Regions from separate parts of the Mus musculus genome. Here all the other regions are linked to region 1. A link is a contact called in public ChIA-PET and HiChIP or PLAC-seq data. All regions are on one chromosome and are shown on one strand. The core of a region is the stretch at or near the end of the contact, and the rest is flanking DNA. Distances in the headings are between cores, read along the strand shown. Region 1 holds the start of Ndnf (neuron-derived neurotrophic factor). Region 2 overlaps Gm36408 (a long non-coding RNA gene). Region 3 holds the start of Hpgds (hematopoietic prostaglandin D synthase).

Evidence for each region. ChIA-PET counts read pairs in DNA pulled down with a chosen protein or histone mark. HiChIP or PLAC-seq counts read pairs in DNA pulled down with a chosen protein or histone mark.
Region 2: an H3K4me3 HiChIP or PLAC-seq map of neural tube shows a contact between it and region 1, with 4 times the contacts expected there. The contact joins the enhancer-like site here to the promoter of Ndnf in region 1. A contact is called at or near these places in 6 of 39 promoter capture datasets (cranial neural crest, embryonic stem cells, hippocampal neurons and 1 more) and 3 of 115 datasets of contacts at active chromatin or transcription factors (embryonic stem cells, neural tube and stem cell-derived neural progenitor cells).
Region 3: an RNA polymerase II ChIA-PET map of memory CD8 T cells shows a contact between it and region 1, with 61 read pairs. The contact joins the promoter of Hpgds here to the promoter of Ndnf in region 1. A contact is called at or near these places in 10 of 39 promoter capture datasets (the 3T3-L1 cell line, 3T3-L1-derived adipocytes, the HPC-7 cell line and 7 more), 2 of 484 Hi-C or Micro-C datasets (CD4 T cells and CD8 T cells), 2 of 115 datasets of contacts at active chromatin or transcription factors (effector CD8 T cells and memory CD8 T cells) and 1 of 9 other capture datasets (macrophages).

The regions. Positions count from the first base shown.
Region 1 is chr6:65,669,930-65,673,914 of GRCm38.p6, forward strand. Ndnf (neuron-derived neurotrophic factor) reads left to right here and starts at 1,682. Exons shown (of 4, transcript NM_172399.3): 1 at 1,682-2,172. Gm36144 (a long non-coding RNA gene) reads right to left here and starts at 1,318. Exons shown (of 2, transcript XR_869148.1): 1 at 930-1,318.
Region 2 is chr6:66,198,335-66,202,319 of GRCm38.p6, forward strand. All of the region lies in intron 2 of Gm36408 (a long non-coding RNA gene), which reads right to left. Among named protein-coding and RNA genes, the nearest start is that of Gm36408, 72 kb to the right of the region's middle. Within about 2 kb of position 1,992, at least 27 of the 459 cell types and tissues checked have an H3K27ac peak or open chromatin away from gene starts, as enhancers often do. A contact at or near this core is called in neural tube, where this site is marked.
Region 3 is chr6:65,142,499-65,146,483 of GRCm38.p6, forward strand. It overlaps Hpgds (hematopoietic prostaglandin D synthase), which reads right to left and starts at 2,232. Exons shown (of 6, transcript NM_019455.4): 1 at 2,175-2,232.

The DNA.
Region 1 (3,985 bases), core at 432-2,931:
TGAGACCTACTTTTGTTTCTACCTTGCAGAAGTTTCCTCACTATTAAGTCACTCTTATTTGTCTTCCTAAGAGGTATCAGAGTGACCTTTCTAAATGTGTACCCAATGACACCAACCTTATGATCTGCTTCCTCTTAACAACTTTAATCATTTTCCAAACAACAGTAACTTTCAGAAGTTCTGCCTCCCTGAGCCTGGAGCCTGGGGTGGGAGGCCTTGCTCACTGCACCTGCAATGCAGCCACACCTAACTTCTCCCTGTTCCCAGGGCACCCACGTACTCTGACAAGTTTCAGCCTCTTCATTTACTTCTCTGCAGAGTGCTCTCCTCCTTCCCCTCCTCCATCCTTATTTGCCTGGACTCCACCATACTCCAGAGTTCTGCACTGAAATCTGTATCCCAGCACCTTCTAAGCCTTTTATGGCGTTTACTAAACTATGTCACAGCATGGAAGCATTTAACAAACCCACCTAGAGTAGTAGTGGACCCCCTAGCAGCAGAACTTTGGAAAGTGGGCTGAACTGCTGTCTGCAAGATGCTTGCTTTTCAAAGGCATTTAACAGAAAGCTTATAGTTATAAATGAGGGTTCGATAAGGTTGAATTTCATCTTATCTTTGCTTTGGTGACAATGGAAGTAGATAAGTGTTTTCATGTTTTCAATACAGACACTATTAATGAATCCTGTGTAGTATATTCTTAGAACTTGATTCCCTAAAAGCCAGAGTCTGAAGAAAGAAAGAAAGAAAGAAAGAAAGAAAGAAAGGAAGGAAGGAAGGAAGGAAGGAAGGAAGGAAGGAAGGAAGGAAGGAAGGGAAAAGAGACTTGCTAGTCTAGATTCTCAGTCACGAAAATGAGATTTCTAAATATTACTCCATACCCATACACACACCCAGGCTCAGGCCAGGTTGCTAATTAAGCAAGTTCTTACCATAATTACCTAGTCAGCCTTAATGGATTTCCAAGTTTTGCTGGGCCTCACTGGTCCTGTAGGGTCATTTTTTTTTCAATTGTTAAAACAGCTGCTGAGTTTCAAGCCCCAGAGGCTGAATTTGCAGAGGCAAACGCTCCAGAGTGAAGGCTGGGGCAGGCGGTCTGCGAGAGTCGCCTTCTACGCTTGCTTGCTCGCTCGCTCGCTTCCTCCAACCTCCAGTCTTCCAACTGAACACTCCAGATCACTAACCAAGCTCAGAGTTCCTCTCCATTGTGCTCCCCGGCTTCTGGACACTGAGATGGTCCCCCGTGCGCGTCTAGTCGTGCATCATTGTTGGGGGTCTCAAAGGCGCCCTCCCACCCCTCTCCCCATCCCCGGTGGCAGGGACCTAAAGAAAGCAATGTGTCCTGTGACACCACCCCCCACCCCCCCAACCCCCACCAGACTGCAACCCCACGAGGGTCTTGTGTGAGGAGTACTTGGTCGTTGGACCGGAATGTATGCGCGAGAGAGGCAGCAAAGGAACGTGTGTGTGTGTGTGTGTGTGTGTGTGTGTGTGTATGTGTGTGTGCGTGCGTGTGTGTGTGTGTGTGTGTGTGTGTGTGTGTTGCACGCTGGCGCGCAGCGGGAGAGAGGGCGCGAGGCACGAAGGGGGAGCGGCGGGCAGAGGAAGGCGGGGCAGCGGGCAGCGGCGGGCGGGCTGGGAGGGGCAGAGGCTCAAGCTCTGCAGTGACACCAGGAGCCAGCGCACACTCCTTGCCCGGAGCGGCGAGAGAGCAGAGCTTAGCGAGCCGCGTATGAGCCGCCGCCTCTGTGGCTGGTGCACGGGGCTCTGTCTCTGCAGCCCGCGCCGGCGTTTAGCGAGCCAGTCGTCCGGCAGTGCCAGCTCCACGGGCGCGTTCAGTATCCTCCCGCCACCCAGCGCCCGCACTGACCAGCGCTGTCCTGAGACCCCCGGGCCGGCGCCGCCGTCTGCGCCACTTCGCAGCAACTTCTGCGGCTGCGTGTCGCCGGCCTTCTGCTTGTGTTGGAAGTTTGCAGCGCCCGCCACAAAGTTGGGACACTTGGGCATTACATTTGCCCTAGCGTGCACGTCCCCTCGGTTCGTGGATCCTGGTATTTGACATCTTGGTAGGATCCCCGGACCTGGGCTTTTTCCGCACCACACACCCCCCGGGAAGAAGAAAAAAAAAACCAACCAAACTTTCTTCTTCCCACTAGAAAAAACAAATTCTTTAAGGTAAGGAGCAAGATCGAATCTCACCTCCCCGGGCGCCTTCTTGCGCCGGTGCGGACCTGGCCCGACTGCATTTGCATCTAAGGGCTGGTTTATGGTCGGGGTTGAGGTGCATCCTCACACAGGGAAAGGAGCGACCAGAGACTCTCTAGAACACGGACGTGGGCAGCTCTCACTGAGTTGGTCGGTCTGTGGCTGGGTCTCTGATGTATTTGGTGGGCAGACAGCGGCAGTGCTGGGGAGGTGGACACGCTGCATCGGGCTGGAGTGGAACCCCGGAACCGCCCGCTTTATCCTAGCCCTGACTAGACACTGACTTTGGCCGGTTGGCGGTGGGCTCTTGCTTCTCTCCCCGGGTTCAAAGTCCTCCATATGTGCTAGTTCTGCGGGACTGGGTGTTGGGGCGGGAGGTGTTCGGGGGCACTAGCGTGGGTCTGCGAAGCTTACAGGACTCGCGGAGTGGAGCACGGAGGTGGGCTCCATGCAGACGGTGGCTGCTCGGCGGTGGAAGGAATCTTCTGGGACTAGCCCAGCGACCCCGCGCTTTCTCCTCATTTGTCCTCTGCCACGCAGACCAGCATCCTTAGAGAAACTTCCCTAAGCTGGGTGGTCTAGGTCCCGCTCATACTTTCCGAAGCTTAGCAGAGTAGCTACGGAGGTCCGGACACCCTCCTTCCACCACAGCGGCCACCCTGTGTGGTGACCTCTCCAGTGTGTGTGTGCCGGCCGGAGCTCTCTAGTCCGAGCCACCTTTCTCCTTGTCGCGCGGGCAGGGAGCCTGCGGAGTTAAAGCGCTAGCTTACAGACCCGCTCCGCTCTTCCCTGGCGGGCGCTTCGCAACTGTGATTTGGTGTGCTCTTTCATTTTGTCGCTCGAGCTTCATTCTCAAACTCTCTTCCCCGTCCCAGGCCGAGGTGTGAGAATTCTTGAAGTCGGTCGCTCCAGCTGCAGAAGGGTGGCTCGGAGCTGGCTCACTCCAATCCCACAGGTCACCACCCTCCTCCTTGTCCCTGCAGGGCGCTGTCCATTATTTGCTCTGGGGACCGTTAGCTCCCTGAAACCAAGACCTGGAATGGGAGAATAAACCTTTAAAAGTCTCTGATATATATAAACAGAGTTCTTTTAAGTAACTTGGGGTGGCAGTTTGTTTACTTCTTTTAGTCCCGCTAAATCCCAAGGAATGCTTTATTTGTTTATTTGCCTTGAGCTGAGGGGTCTCCAACACATAACCTTCTCATTTTCTCTCTACCCCTCTCCCTACTTGCTTTGTGGCCCGCTTTTTCGTTTTTTTGTTTTCTTGTTTTGTTTTTGAGAAGGGGGTCTCCACACCTCCCCATCTCCTCCTGCAGGGTTTCTAAGTGCCTTTGAGACACTTGGAGGGGGGTGTTAATCAATGGTAATAAATAGGACCCCCCACTCCATTTCCTGAACCATTTTAAGCAAGTAAAATCCTCTGCGAGCTCAAAGAAGTGAAGATAAAACAGATAAAACATCCCTCCCTCCCGAGGGAGCAGTTACTGAGGATTGGATGCTGCGTTTGAATTGTTTTATTATCCTGAAAGAGTGATTGATGGATGCAAGAGGCAATGCGCATTCTAAGCAGAGTGTGCTAGGAACCTTCGGTATTTATTATTATTCATTATTAAGTATTAAGAGTGCTAATAAGGCCATCACCCCAGCTGAAGTCAGTGTTTACACTCACTTGGTTTTATGTCAGTCTCTTATTACAGTGGTTTCTGAAAGGGCCAACACCACAACTGTATTCATTCCACACACTCATTCCGCATATGGGATTAATCAAACTGTCAAAAAAGAT
Region 2 (3,985 bases), core at 742-3,241, 530 kb after region 1:
CTTCTATAAGGCATTTGTTCATTTTTAACATGTAAATTAAAATCGAAGTGCTATTTGTTTATTTATTGCATAGCTCTGCAAAGTTGTGATTTTCACATATACACACACAAAGAGGATATATATATTGGAGAGAGACTTATATATGTATATACAAACACACACACACACACACACACACACACACACACACACACACTAGCATAGTGCTTTGAAAGTTAACATCGTGGATATTGACAGGATCTCTCCTGTCAATGCTAGGGTCTGAATTATAGAGGCATCACCTCCTGGTTTTTGGTGGGACATAGCAGATCAGAGGTGGGATGAGAGCAATGTCAAGTTTGGCCTTTCTCCATTGCTCTGCAGTACAATGGTGAGTGCAAGACACTCTTTTTTAGAGTTAAAGGTTCAATGTAGGCTCCTTCAGAACTTTCTCTGGAAGGATGGTGCCCATTTCCTCTTGTTCTCTCTTCTGGACTAGTGAATTAATGGTTTCCTGCTATGAGTTTTTGATGCCCCAGAATCTCCCAGTTTCCTTCATTCTGTCCAGACCTCTACAAATCACACTTACTATAAACTTCACACTGTATACACTATAGCCATGTTGGTAGAGTATTACTGTCAGAGTTTAAACTTAAATCATGCAGACTATGAAATCTGAGTTCTCTTCTCCCACTGCTCACATGTAAAGCTGCAGAGATAGGGAGCATGGACTTTCTCAAGCTGGTCTCCATTTGAGCAGACCCACTCTAAACTATGACAGAATATACTATGATAAAGTAATAAGGAAGTCACCCAGAATGTATCCTGTTTCCTTGGAAAAGGAAGTATGATAAGTGATACTCAAAGGTCTTTATGATTGAATATGAACGTTTCACATGGCATCAGTCTGGAGAGACTATTAAGACTCTCTGCCTTCATAGGAGGAAATCAAAGCTCCCTGAGGAGATGTGTTACTTATGTACTGGGACTGGTACCCCACTCTATTGCTGGCCAAACATTCATTCTTCTGGATTAAACAGCCCATGTGGGCTCCTAAAACAATACCAGGAGGACACTGAAGTATCAAATGACAGACTCCAAATTTCCACATACATTAATCAACAAGAGTAATTCCTCTACTTGAAAGATATCGCAAAGTACAAACAAAACTGTAGTCTCTCCCTAAGAGCCACAAAATAGAGAATGTACTTCTATGCTAAATATGTGCAATTAATCTAGCCAGAGACTTCAAGACTATAAATGGCATCAAAGAATTTTAAAAAAAAAATTAATCTAAACCTTGGCTGTTTTCAAGACTTCATTCCCTCATTTCCAAACAGCCAGAGCTATAGTGTTTATGTGAAGACAAAAGACAATGTCTACCTCTCTCGTTATGAGCATTGGCAATCTGCTTTGGGAAGTGGGTAGTGAAGTGGCTTCTTTCAAATCAGAAACTATATGAACACCCTGTGTGCTTATTTTTTCCAAACCACTTCTACACAAAGACACAAAGCACCTAAGCACCAAACATTTTCTTGATACTCTAAAATGTTAACTTTTACATAACACACGGTCTGGTGTTAAGAGTATATAGTTTTAGTAGTATTGCTTATTATTGATGTACTAAATATTTCAGGTAACCATCAAACTGGTTCTTAGTTTTTTATTTAAATTAGATTACATTAGTAACAAAGAACATATAGTGTCCCCCAAAGGGGGCATGTAAGCAAGCCCTGTGGTCCAAATCACAAGGATTAGCATTGCTAACTATGTGTGTATTAGTCGAGTCTGGGAACAGTGTGCTTGCTCACTCCTTTACTTTAGGTTTTATTTCAAATTTTTAAATAAATCCAACTGAACAGAAATTTTGTTTCTGGCCTTTCCTTTCATGAGGAAGTGATTTGTCATTGCAATGGAATCAGGTGACCCAGAAACCCTCAGCTGCAGCACTTTACACTTCACTTCCTGTCCTTTCCTCCAAGCGAAAATTTATGTCTTTACACAGACTGTGTAGATTTATTTAAAGACTGTTTTCCACTGATGGTTTCCAGCCACACTAGAGGCGTGTTTTCAGCACTGACTGCTCTGGTAACATCTGTCGGCAGGCAAAGGACGTCACAGAAAAAAATCCTCGCAATTCCCTCTGCGATTCTAAACACCAAAGTTTAAGGCAGAAATCCAGATAATGCCCACTGTCACCTATATCCCCAGTCTGCATGAGAGCCAAGGCCATAAATAGGGTATTCCCACAGAATGCATCACTCCACAGCTATCTACTCACTGATAAAGATGAATGGACCCCTGATGTGTGCCAGACCTTGTTTAACTCACTCTGTGTGAATAGACAGAGTGCTGCCTGCCTCAGGAGAGTCTGAAGGCTAGGAGGGAGGCAACTGTCCTGAGAACCAAGTCCAAAGAATAATGATGATGATATTCTAGAGTATGTTCCATGCTACAAGACATGCTGTGAGTAAACTATTCCACTTAACATCACAGCAATCGTGTGATCTGAATTCCTCACATAGGGAAGCTGAGTCCTAAGAGATATTATTCAATTTGCCCAGCATGTGAAAATATCAAGCTAGAATTCAAATTCTCACCCTTGCTTACATTCCCCAAACAAAAGACTTTCTAGTAGTAGTGTCATCTAATCTTAGTAGTAGGAAATGATGGTACATATCCAAGTCGAAGACATTTAAATTTCATCAGCTCCCACTAAAATTCATCTTCATCCTTTTGGTTCAGGAGCTGCAAGGACAAAATGACTCCATTCAGTTGCCCATTGTGCCAGAGTCTCTGAATCTAGATGAGATCCTGCCCTCAGAACCCAAAGTGACTTCACCCTGTTTGCCAGAACATCCTGGGATTGGGTCATTCCACAGCACAATACTGTGTTCTGGTTGCATCCTGTCAAGAAGCACAAGTAGCAATATCTTCCCCTTCAGTGACTTTGTTCCTATTTGGTTAAGTTTGCATACATGGGATGGTTCCACTCTAAGCCACTATCTCCCCCTCGATTGGCAAAGCAAATGTCTCACTGTACTAGTTCTGGTCTCTTGTCAATCAAAATCAATTCTTCAGCCAGCTAACCAGAACCACAGATTCTTACTATAAAATATCACTCAAAGGTACCAAAAGAGTCTTTACTTCACTGTGAATCTTCAAAGGCCAGGACTACTGCCCGAATTTCTCTCTGCATTATCTTCTAAGCACCCATAGAACACCACAGTGAGCTGGCAATGGTTCAATAGCTTGTCTACCTCAAAGTCCCAAACTCCTATAAAACTTCTCAAAACAACATGGCCAAATCTGTCGAACAGCAATATCATACTGCTGGTGCAAATTTTCTGTCTTAGTTAGGGTTCTGTTTCTCTGAGGAAACACTTTGACCAAATGCAACTTGGGGAGAAAAGTCTTTAATTCAGCTTACAGTTCCACATCACAGTCTATCATTAAAAGATGTCAGGGCAGGAAATTGGAGGAAAGAAGCAAAGCAGAGGCCACAAGGAGCTACATACTGGATTGCTTCTCATGGCTTGCTCTATTAGTAGCCAACTTTTTTAAAATTTGTGTTCTGGGGATCAAGACTCCAGCCCTCACACATATACTGCAAAAGTTTTGCTTGATGAAGTGCTGCCCAGACAAAGAAGTATTTCTCTATCAAGCTGACTCCCTCTAGGCACAAACAAAAATATGGAGGCTACTATAACGTGTATAAGCCAGTAAGAAGAGATGAAGTCTGTATGACTGAATTTCCATCAAACATGTCAGCAATCTCACAGAAAAACCAAGTGCAATGGTGGCTGTAAGGGACTCAGGAAGTGGGTAATTGGAAGCTATTAAAGGATAAAGAATTCTAACTGAAAATTTCAGTTCTGAAAATTGGTTGCACATTAGTATGAAAGCCATTTATACTGCTGAACTATATTCATTGATCTACACACTTGTGATTGATTGAGTAAGAATGGCCCCTATAAGCTCATATAATTGAATGCTTAATCATCAG
Region 3 (3,985 bases), core at 982-3,481, 530 kb before region 1:
ATAAAGGGGCAAGATTAAAAGAATGCATATAATTAGACTCAAATTTGCCTCACACAAGAGATGTGGCCAAGTTGGGCATAGTGGCACATGCCTTTAACCCCAATCGTCAGTAGGCAGAGGCACTTGTGTCTTTGTGAGTTCTAGACCAGCATGGCCTATATAAGCCCCAGAACATCCACAGCTACATGGAGAGACCTTGTCCCAACCAACCCAAACAGACAAAAACACCACTCCTGCTATTTGACTCCGCTTTGACTGGACCTGATTTGAATAGAGCTGGAGACCTCTGGCATCATGCTGGCCTCATTTTTCCTGGTGACTTCATTTGTGAACTTTCCTCTCCCATGCTGTTGTAAGAATGTCACATAGAGAAAATAGCGTTTACCCCGAAGAGAACAAAAAAGTTTATCTTCTTTCTTAACACTCCAAGGGAAGTCATGCAAAGTTTCTGATTGAGTAGGTAGATATTTGGAAAATAACATGAGCATTTCCTCAGCACATGGCTGAGCAGAAAAGGCCTTGGGCAACACATGAGCTTAAATAGACTTCTAGCCACGGTAAGATTAAATTCTTAGTATTTACTAACCTTGTGGGGAGACATTTCACATAGGTTAATGGTGCTTTTTTAGAAGCAGTCTGTCTTTTGTGCTTCCACTCTATTAGGTTTGTATCAATTTTTACTTTTCATAATATCGATATTTCAGTTGATCATAAGAAATATGTGGGAGTGGTCAACAGGGACACCTTTAATGTAAATATTAATAGAATGTGAATTGTGGTAAGATCACTTAAGTCTGATTAGGCAGTTGTGCTATTTTGATTAAAGTAATAAAGTTAAAAATAGTATAATATTTGTAGTCTGTATGTCTAAAAGATGATAGAAATCCAAAGCCAATTCTCTGGCAGAAAGAGTCATCACCGATGGCTAGTTGCAACCCCAATTTTATAATTTATTTAACACCAGTGGCCTAACTGAACTCTCGCACTTCAATAAAAGATATCTGGAACTCAGAGATACTTGGGGTTCCCTGCCACGTTCTTTTCACATGTCCAGCAATTCTGCAATAGCTTGAGTCTGGAGTACACAACTGGAAGCATCCCTGGTCTTGCCGACAGTCTTAACCCCACCCCACATGTGGTGGACACGGCACACTGTTTGCACCTCTATTTGTGTAGAGTCTGGTATTTTAAAATGCAGGAGCTGGATGCAGAGAGCAGCTGAGGAGCTACTGTTCACAGGACATCTTGTCCATGTTGGACATCTTGCCCATGCTGGCATCTCCTAACAGAAGCCACTGCTCCTAACAACTAGGGGATGGAGCGTACAGGATTTCACGATTTCATAGTGCAAGGGGGGAGGGGAGTTTTAGTTCAGACCTGGACAATTTACTGGTAGGGAGTAAAAAATGTAGATCAAAAAAGAAATAGATGACACTTTATTTGCTAAGTTGCTCATTTCAAACACTGGATGCTTAATTTTGAATCAGTGAACTGGGATCTCTATTTTCTATCAAAAACCCCCAGAGAAATGCCACTTTCGAGGCTTGCTTTATGTTAACACCTGAGCACAGGGAGTAGCTACACTGCTCTTTAGGATTGTTAAGTTCAACCATCTGAACTGAAGTAAATCTTTTAAACTATCTCTACTGTCAAATGGTGAAGGAAGCAATTCTTGGACAAGCATAGACACATTTCAACCAAATATGCCTTAACATGATAGAATGTGATGCAAAAAAAGCCCCCGGACACACACACACACACACACACGCACACACACACACACACACACACACACACACACACACACACAGAGCACGCGCACACTCACATGCATGTGTGTGCACACGTATACAGGGTTGAAGGGGCATAAATGAAAATTTATACTGCTTTACATTCTAAAGAAAGTTACCAAGAGAGTTCTAAAGATGTTATCAAGGATGATCAAGATGGGATTTTCTTTTTCCTTCAGGGGTGGTGATGCTCAGGGAATTTCTAGAAGCTTTTGGATCCACAGCTCTTACAGGTTGTCATCCGATTTCTACGTGACCATGTGTGTATGAAAGCCTGGAGTGAGCTGACGCTGTTAAGATGGAACATATAGACCACCGAACAGTCTCAAGCTGGGGAAGACGGGGAGAATCAAACAGAAAGAAGAAAGAGTTCGTGTCACTTACCTATGCAGAGAGCCTTTCCTGTGCCGTGTCTCCGTGTCTCAGTTCCTGTCTGTACAGTGGTTTCTGTGATGAGTGGCAGTCACAAGACAGCCAGAGGCCACTTCCTCCACCTAAAAGCCTTCCTGCCTTTCTCACATGAGATGCACGAGTCCAAAGTTCAGCCTGTAAAGAGCTCTGGGTAGCTTTTGTCATCATTTCACAAGCTCTCTACATTAGTCCAACGTATTTGCATAAAGAGTAAAGTCGCAGTCACAGGTGCTTGTGTGTACAGATTGCTACAAGCTCTTTATTCTTAGTCTTACACCACAGACTTCTGGGGAATGAGAAAACAAGCCCTGTCACGTTTTCTTACAGAGACAAAAGTGTCTTACTTCATTTCCCAGTCTCCCTGGAGACGCCTTTGCCCCGTGCCTTCTCACCCGCGTCCACCCCCAGCACACGCACCGTTTGCTCACCGTTTGCTCTTCATCATGACGTCCCTCACTGCATGATTTATTTGTTTGGTCCCTGCCCTCACACAAGCAGTGTCTGTAACATCCAGTGCTTCAATGTTCCCTCTTTTGAGCTTTCTCCCTTCTACAGGATTGTTGGACATGTCACATAGACCCTGATCTCTATCTGATGGCTGAACGCTCTTAGCATTTCGGCATGGGTCAGACTTTTAAAGACTACATTTGCATGGTTGCTTGAGTTCTGTTTACACTCATTTCTTGGAAGAGGTCCACAGTTTGAAAGAGTCTTAGTGTACAAGATTCAAATACTCCATGAGAGTACCTTTTTCTAGTAGGAACTCATATCTATCAGCTTTAAATTATAACACAAGTTTAATTTCAGTGATAATATTAGCACAGCTTACTGAAAATGTCCAATAAAATATCTGCCTGTGCATCCTGAAATCTGGAAGTTACCCAATGAGACATTGAAACCACACGGTGCTTTTCATGTCCCCAGAACAATCATACCTAGGGGCAACTCTTTTTTTTTTTTAATTTAATTTTATTTTTATTAGGTATTTTCCTCGTTTACATTTTCAATGCTATCCCAAAAGTCCGCCATACCCACCCCCCCAATCCACTACCCACCCACTCCCCCGTTTTGGCCCTGGGGTTCCCCTGTACTGGGGCATATACAGTTTGCAAGTCCAATGGGCCTCTCTTTGCAGTGATGGCCAACTAGGCCATCTTTTGATACATATGCAGCTATAGTCAAGAGCTCCAGGGTACTGGTTAGTTCATAATGTTGTTCCACCTATAGGGTTGCAGTTCCCTTTAGCTCCTTGGGTAATTTCTCTAGCTCCTCCATTGGGGGCCGTGTGACCCATCCAATAGCTGACTGTGATCATCCACTTCTGTGTTTGCTAGGCCCCGGCATAGTCTCACAAGAGACAGCTATATCTGGGTCTAGGGGCAACTCTTATCAACCATGTCATAAGATCCATTTCAAACGAGCTTCTTTTTACTTTGAAAAAGAAAACAAAAAACCTCCAATGATAAATGAGAAAAATATAAATATACATAATATAAATATAAAAATTATATAAATGTAAATAATATAAATACTAATTTGTAAAAAGTTTAAGAAGACACGGGTACAGCCTCTTTTCTGCTCATTACAAGAAGCGAAATAGATGCTGTCTGAGGTGAGGTTAATGGACACAGTGATAAAGGCTCTCACTGAAAACTGTGTAAAATCAGCTGCAAAATGAACGACGGTAGGGTTGTAGCTGGACGAGATCAACATCAGGACCAGATTATCCTTCACCAATGTTTCATGGGGGCTTCTCTTCCACTGGATCTTATTTTAAATCAGCC